Regions from separate parts of the Mus musculus genome. Here region 1 is linked to region 2. Evidence: chromatin contacts called from public promoter capture Hi-C data. All regions are on one chromosome and are shown on one strand. Each heading gives the region's core, a stretch centred on a gene start, on an enhancer-like site or on the middle of the called end of the contact. The rest is flanking DNA. Distances are from core to core; before and after follow the strand shown.

Evidence for each region. Capture Hi-C pulls out chosen DNA fragments and counts their contacts.
Region 1: a promoter capture Hi-C map of adipose tissue shows a contact between it and region 2. The contact joins the promoter of Tmie here to the promoter of Pth1r in region 2. A contact is called at or near these places in 22 of 39 promoter capture datasets (the 3T3-L1 cell line, the C10 cell line, the HPC-7 cell line and 12 more), 1 of 15 datasets of contacts at CTCF or cohesin (hippocampal excitatory neurons), 31 of 484 Hi-C or Micro-C datasets (the AML12 cell line, CD4 T cells, CD8 T cells and 15 more), 17 of 115 datasets of contacts at active chromatin or transcription factors (PVALB interneurons, Th17 cells, astrocytes and 12 more) and 5 of 9 other capture datasets (adipose tissue, embryonic stem cells, liver and 2 more).

What each region holds. Positions count from the first base shown.
Region 1 is chr9:110,878,731-110,881,430 of GRCm38.p6, forward strand. It overlaps Tmie (transmembrane inner ear), which reads right to left and starts at 1,343. Exons shown (of 6, transcript NM_146260.3): 1 at 540-1,343. Als2cl (ALS2 C-terminal like) reads left to right here and starts at 1,444. Exons shown (of 27, transcript NM_001146059.1): 1 at 1,444-1,499.
Region 2 is chr9:110,741,293-110,744,096 of GRCm38.p6, forward strand. Pth1r (parathyroid hormone 1 receptor) reads right to left here and starts at 1,318. Exons shown (of 14, transcript NM_001083936.1): 1 at 934-1,318. The coding sequence starts at 1,008. It overlaps Gm35775 (a long non-coding RNA gene), which reads right to left and starts at 510. Exons shown (of 2, transcript XR_379891.3): 1 at 1-510.

The DNA.
Region 1 (2,700 bases), core at 93-2,592, 140 kb after region 2:
ACCTCAGTTCAGTACTTGCATGTAGGCATGATCCCCAAAACCCATGTGAAAAAGCAAGGTGTGGTGGCAGACAATTGTAATCCCATTACAGGGAGGCAGGGACAGTCAGGTACTCACTGGGCACTCAGTCTAGTCTATGTGGTTAGGTGAAGGCCTATGAGAGGCTGTCTCAAAAAAAAAAAAAAGCACCAGAGGAGACACAGCCAAACATCACACACACACACACACACACACACACTCACACACTCACACACTCCTGCATGGATATACATACACATCATACATGAAAAAAAAAAAAAAGAACCTGTAATACATTTATCTTTTAAAAAAGTATTTACAAGAAAGAAAGAAAAGGCTGGAAGGAAGGAGATGTTTTGGCCGAGTGGAGAGGGAAGAAGAGGCTCGGGAGGGTTCTTGACGATGGAGAGACCAAGATTGGAGCAGGGAAGTGAACAAGAGCAGCAACCGCGGTAGGGTTCTTGGGCAACAAACTTGGAGCCTGCCACTGTAGGGCAGATTGGCAGAACTTAAATGCTCACCAGAAAGCACCCCAAGGGAGCCAGGGATGCTGAAGTTGGCAGGCCCCTTCTGAGAAACTCTTAGAAGTCTCTTTTCTCTCTGGCAGAATGCATGGAGGCTGTCCAAAACTTGGGTAGGGGGCAGGTGGACTATCCTTGCTCTTTCACAGCTGTCTCCTCCCCAGGCTTCTCTCTGTACTCAGGCTTGGAAGGCTTAGAAGCAACTCAGCCAGGCTAGTCAGCAGCTCCTAGAGGCCGGGTGCCACTGCAGGTGGAGGGGTGACTTGCTTGCTGGCCAAAAGGGAGCCCGGCAGCTGGACAGCAGGCCTCTTTGTTACAGGTTTGAACCATGGTCCCTCCTCCTTCCAAGACTTTGGTTTGGAACTGCGCTGCTCTTTCCAAGGTCGAAGGCTTTGGCACAGGAAACTGGCCAGCTTCAGGCTGTACCCGGAATGAATGCAGGGGGCCTCCTTCAAGGTTACACACAGCAGTAGCTGCTACCAAAGCATGCCCAGTTCAGGGTCTTCGGATCATCATGGCCAACTGCTCTAAGCAACAAGTTTCCCGAATCTACCCAGGGCTCCTTCGCGGGTGTGTGAGGGTGAGGGGGGGGGGGTGCCCAGTGACCCAAAGGGGGTCGGCAAGATTTCAGAGCTACAGCCTGGGCAGAGTTGGTGGGTAAGGAAATCGGGGTGGCCCCAGGCACTGCCTGCCGTCCTCGGATCTGGAGAGGGAGGTAAAAGGCGAAAGACAGCCAGGGTGCGATCCTGGGGAGCTCGCGGACCGACCGAAGGGGAGCTTTCGCAGTCTGGCGGGAGAGGCTCTGGGAGAGAGTTGTTGGCTTGGGGACATTCCGAGGCCGAGCCCCGCCTCCTCGGAGACGCCCCCGCGCGAACAACACCTCGGGGCGGGGCGCGGAGAGGAAGGGCGGCCCGGCGCGGAGCTGCGCGGCCACTCGGGGCACCGCGGCGCAAAGCGCAGGTAAGAGCGCGCGTCGGTGGGCGGGGTCCGCTGCCCCACGAGCTCAGCTGCGGGTGGGGGCTCTCTCCTCCTCCCGCTGCCATGGTCACGAGCCCTCCATCTTCGGTCTCAGCTTCCTCCTCCCGGTCCCGTGGCCGCCCGGCTCCGGTTTAAACGCAGCGCGGGGTCCAACCCCTAGCAGCAGTGCGGAGCGCGAGCACCGTGCCCTGCGTCCAGGCCAGAACCCAGGTGCGAGTTTATCACCCAGAGGGAGAGAGGCTGCCAGGAGCAGGTGACCTGGCTGGTCAGGGCGGAAGGGCTGACAGAGAAGCCGAAAAGGTGGTGTTGCCTGCCTGGGAGGAGCCTAGACGGATGTCCGAATGTTGGAGCAGAGTAGTTTGGAACTGACTAATGCAGTCGGGAAAAGCTAATGCGGAGACTGGGAGGCATGTAGGGCAAGAGAGGCAGAGAAGGGGCTGAAGACTGGAGGGCCCGTGTGACAGTTTTGTGCACTTGCCTGGAGCACTTTCTCCACTGCCCACCGGGCATGTAGGTTGATTAATGGGCCTCTAGCATAGTCCAGGAAAAGCAGAAATAAGGTCCATGCCACTCCAGATCAGGAAATACCAGAGTGAGTGCCATGCTAGGGTGCGGCTTAAGGGGCCTGAGGGGCCAGAACTGGGTGAGGGCAGGGAAGGCCCCAGTGACCCTGCTTGGGAGCGATCTGGTGTGGACAGAGGCCAAGAATGCAAGGGAAAGGTCTAGCTACTGTTTAGATGGCCACAAGGACAATAGCTGAGTCACCTGTGCACCCAGCTTAACTTTTTTGGCCTCACCCTGCAGCTTTTGAACCAAGTCTACCCGGGGTGAGAAGGGAGGCTGGGCCCTACTAGGAATGCTGGGTGTACCTCAGTGAGTCACCCAGCACCTCTGAGCCACTTAGTTCTCGTGAGCCTGTTAGGGCTGGGAGTGAGGGGCCTGGGTCTGAGCTCTGCACCTGATCTACAGATAGTATCTCTACACCCTCCTGGACTTTCCATGCCTCAAATTCACCGTTTGCACAGCCTGCCACTCAGGACCCCAGAGTTGGCAGGAGGGAGAGTATGAGGAAGCCGTGTTGTTGACCAGAGGGCTATGGGATGGGTGCTGGGCCCAGGGCTAGAGAGAATATTCTTGCTGGCTCATACTCTCAAACACTCGTGTCTGGCCTTTTACTCACGAC
Region 2 (2,804 bases), core at 68-2,567:
GGCACAAAAACTGATTCAAGAATAGGTTAGGCACTTGGGATGGGACCACTAAGGGAATGAGAGGACAGAAAATCTCCCCTCTCTGAGAAATGGCTAACAGACCCTAGCCCAAGATGAGGTCGAGTTCCAGCTTTCTAGTTGTCTTCTGTTCTGAGTCTCTTTCCGCTGGGGTCCAGAGCTCTCATCCTAACCCCTTTCTTTGTCTGTCTGGCCCTCTCCACTAGTCTGTTTCTTGGTATTCACCCTCAGACCACGCACAGTACCCCCCAAAGATCAGCACACTCATGTCCCACAGCACATATCTTCTGCAAGGTGTGCTATGAGATCAGTGTCTTTTGGAAGACCTCTGTACCACACCCACCTCCCTGGGCAAACCGATTTCCACTTTGGGTAAAGCGGTCCCATTCATGCATACATCTGTGCATCTGTAGGATCCAGAGAACTGAGGAGGGCTCTAAATCCTACCCTCAAGTCTAAGTGATTTCTGACTTCTTGCACACAGCTTTGAGCACCGGGTGCAAACAAAACTTGCAAAAACGGAGCTCCCCCCGCCCCCAGCGCAGTGTGTGATACTCCACACCCAGAACCCGCTGAATCGCACAGTTACCACTGAAAAAGATACATACGACCAGAGCCATATGCTCACAGAAGCATGGTGTAGGGGAACTCCAACCACAGGTTTCCAGACCCAGGACCCCAAGCCAAGTCTTCAGAAGTGGGGAAACTTCAGGCATCTGGAACCTACGGTAAGACACCCCAAACAGAGCAGACACCAGGGTTCCTGGTTCATGGCTGGGGGGGTGGGGGCTCGGAGGTCCCATCCCAAAGTTCAGACTATAAGGAGAGCCCAAGAATTTGTGCCTACACTCGTCCCAGGAACCCCAAAGCAATTCCAGGAGTCCTGTGTTGGAGTGTGGACGGAGAGAGACTTACCAGCGCATATGCGGAGCTGAGCACTGGGCAGCAGAGAAGGAGCGCCAGGCTGGGTGCGATCCGGGCGGTCCCCATCGCCACCGCCTAGGGCCGCGTCCCTCGGGGCAGCCGCCGCCGGCCCTGGTGATGGTTGGAGGGTGCAGAGCTGCGTCAGGCCGGGCCGCCCCGCCCACGCCCCGGCCTAGGGGACCCCGGCGTCCGGGCGGCCGGAGGCCCCGGAGCCCGACGCGGGGCCCATTCGCCGAGGGCGAGCGAGAGAACGAACCGGCGCAATGGAGAGAGGGAGGGCGGAGGGAGGGAGGCAGCCTGAGGCCGGGCGGGCGGCGGGCGGGCGCCGAGCGCTGCTGAGCGGCCTGTCTGCCTCGGAGCGGAGAAATCACATCCATATGGCTGGGCCCCCCGCCCCCGGCCCGCCCCCCGCTCCCCTCCCGCGCCGCCTTTTCTTTCTTTCTTTCTCTCTGTCTTTTTTCTCCCCCCTCTTTGGGGGAACTGGGAGCCGTGGCTTCGCTCCACGCCCAGTGGGGGAGGGGCGGGGGAGGGGTCGGGGTCGCGGTCTGCGGGGGGCGACCAGGCTGTTATTTTTAGCTCCGCGGCAGTGGGCAACAGGGGAGTCGGGGCGGGGCAGGGGGCGCGTTTTGAGTTGCGCGGGGCGTGCAACTAGGGGATGCCATCCTGACTTTTGCAACCACACTGAGCCCTTCGGCGTTTCTGCCGCCAGCTCCCGGCTCTCCCGCGGCATCGTGGCCGGCTCCCCGTCTCAGTCTGGACCCCCGTGACCTTGTTGCTCACCCCCTGCACCCCATTTCCCATCTTCCGAACCCGCGCTGCGTGCGCCCGAGCGGCACGGGCGTTTCTGCTGCCCCGACGCTGAGGCTGCCTGTCTGCTTGTCAGTCGGTCCTTTGCTACCGTCCACCCACCACCCACCCTCCCCGCGCTCCCCGGCTTTGGCCTCTGCTATTCCAACGGCCCCAAGCTCGGTTTCGGTCACTCCCTCGCTCCCCCCTCCCCTCCTCTACGAAAACATTTGCAAGTTTCCAAAAAAGCCACCGAACTGAGCGGCAGCGGGGCTGGCGACTCCACAGGGCTCCGAGGAGGCGCCGCAGACTGACACGGAGACGGGGCAGCCGGGCCCGCCCTGGCCGGGCCCCGAGTCCCCTCCTGCCCGACTCCGGCCTCCCGCGCCCCGCGCGCCCGACCCCCCACCCCCATCCCCCAAGCCCCGACTTACTCCGAGCTCGCCGCCGCGGCCCCCGCCTTGCCATGAATGTCGGGGCCCCCCCGACAGCCTCCCCAAGCCAGCGCCCCGTCCGCAGCCCCGGGGGGACTTCATGGAGCTCTCGGGATCCCCCCCTGGCCTGCCTGGCCTCCAGAGCCCCCCGCCCGGCCGCTGCTCCGAGACGCCGCCCGCCTTGCGCGTCCCTCGCCTCGGCGTCTGCTGCTCCCCTCCCCCCACGGCCCGGAGCCTCTTCCCCCCCCCCTCCGCGCCCTCCCCGGGCCTCCTCCGCCCCTGCCCCCGCCACTGCCTCTCAGGCGGGTGTGTGCAGGACAGAGCCGAGCCCGCTGTCCCCCATCCCGGGACATCTCTCCAGAGACCCTGCCCCGGGTCTTTCAGCAGAAGGATAAGTGTTGCGGGGACGCAGTCTAGGGAGCTCTGACATCGGGACCTGAGAACCGTGGCTGGGACGTTGTCTCGCTTTTGCTTTATTCTTTCCTTTGGGAAAGCACAGACCACCCACCCACTACCCCGATCTTCCGGCCCTTGCTGATGAGCGGGCGGCCACACGAGAGGAGCCACTGGGGAAGCCTCCTGGTATTTCTCGCGCCGTGGGCCGCGGCGCTGCCCGTGTACCCATGGGGTTCCTGGTCTGGC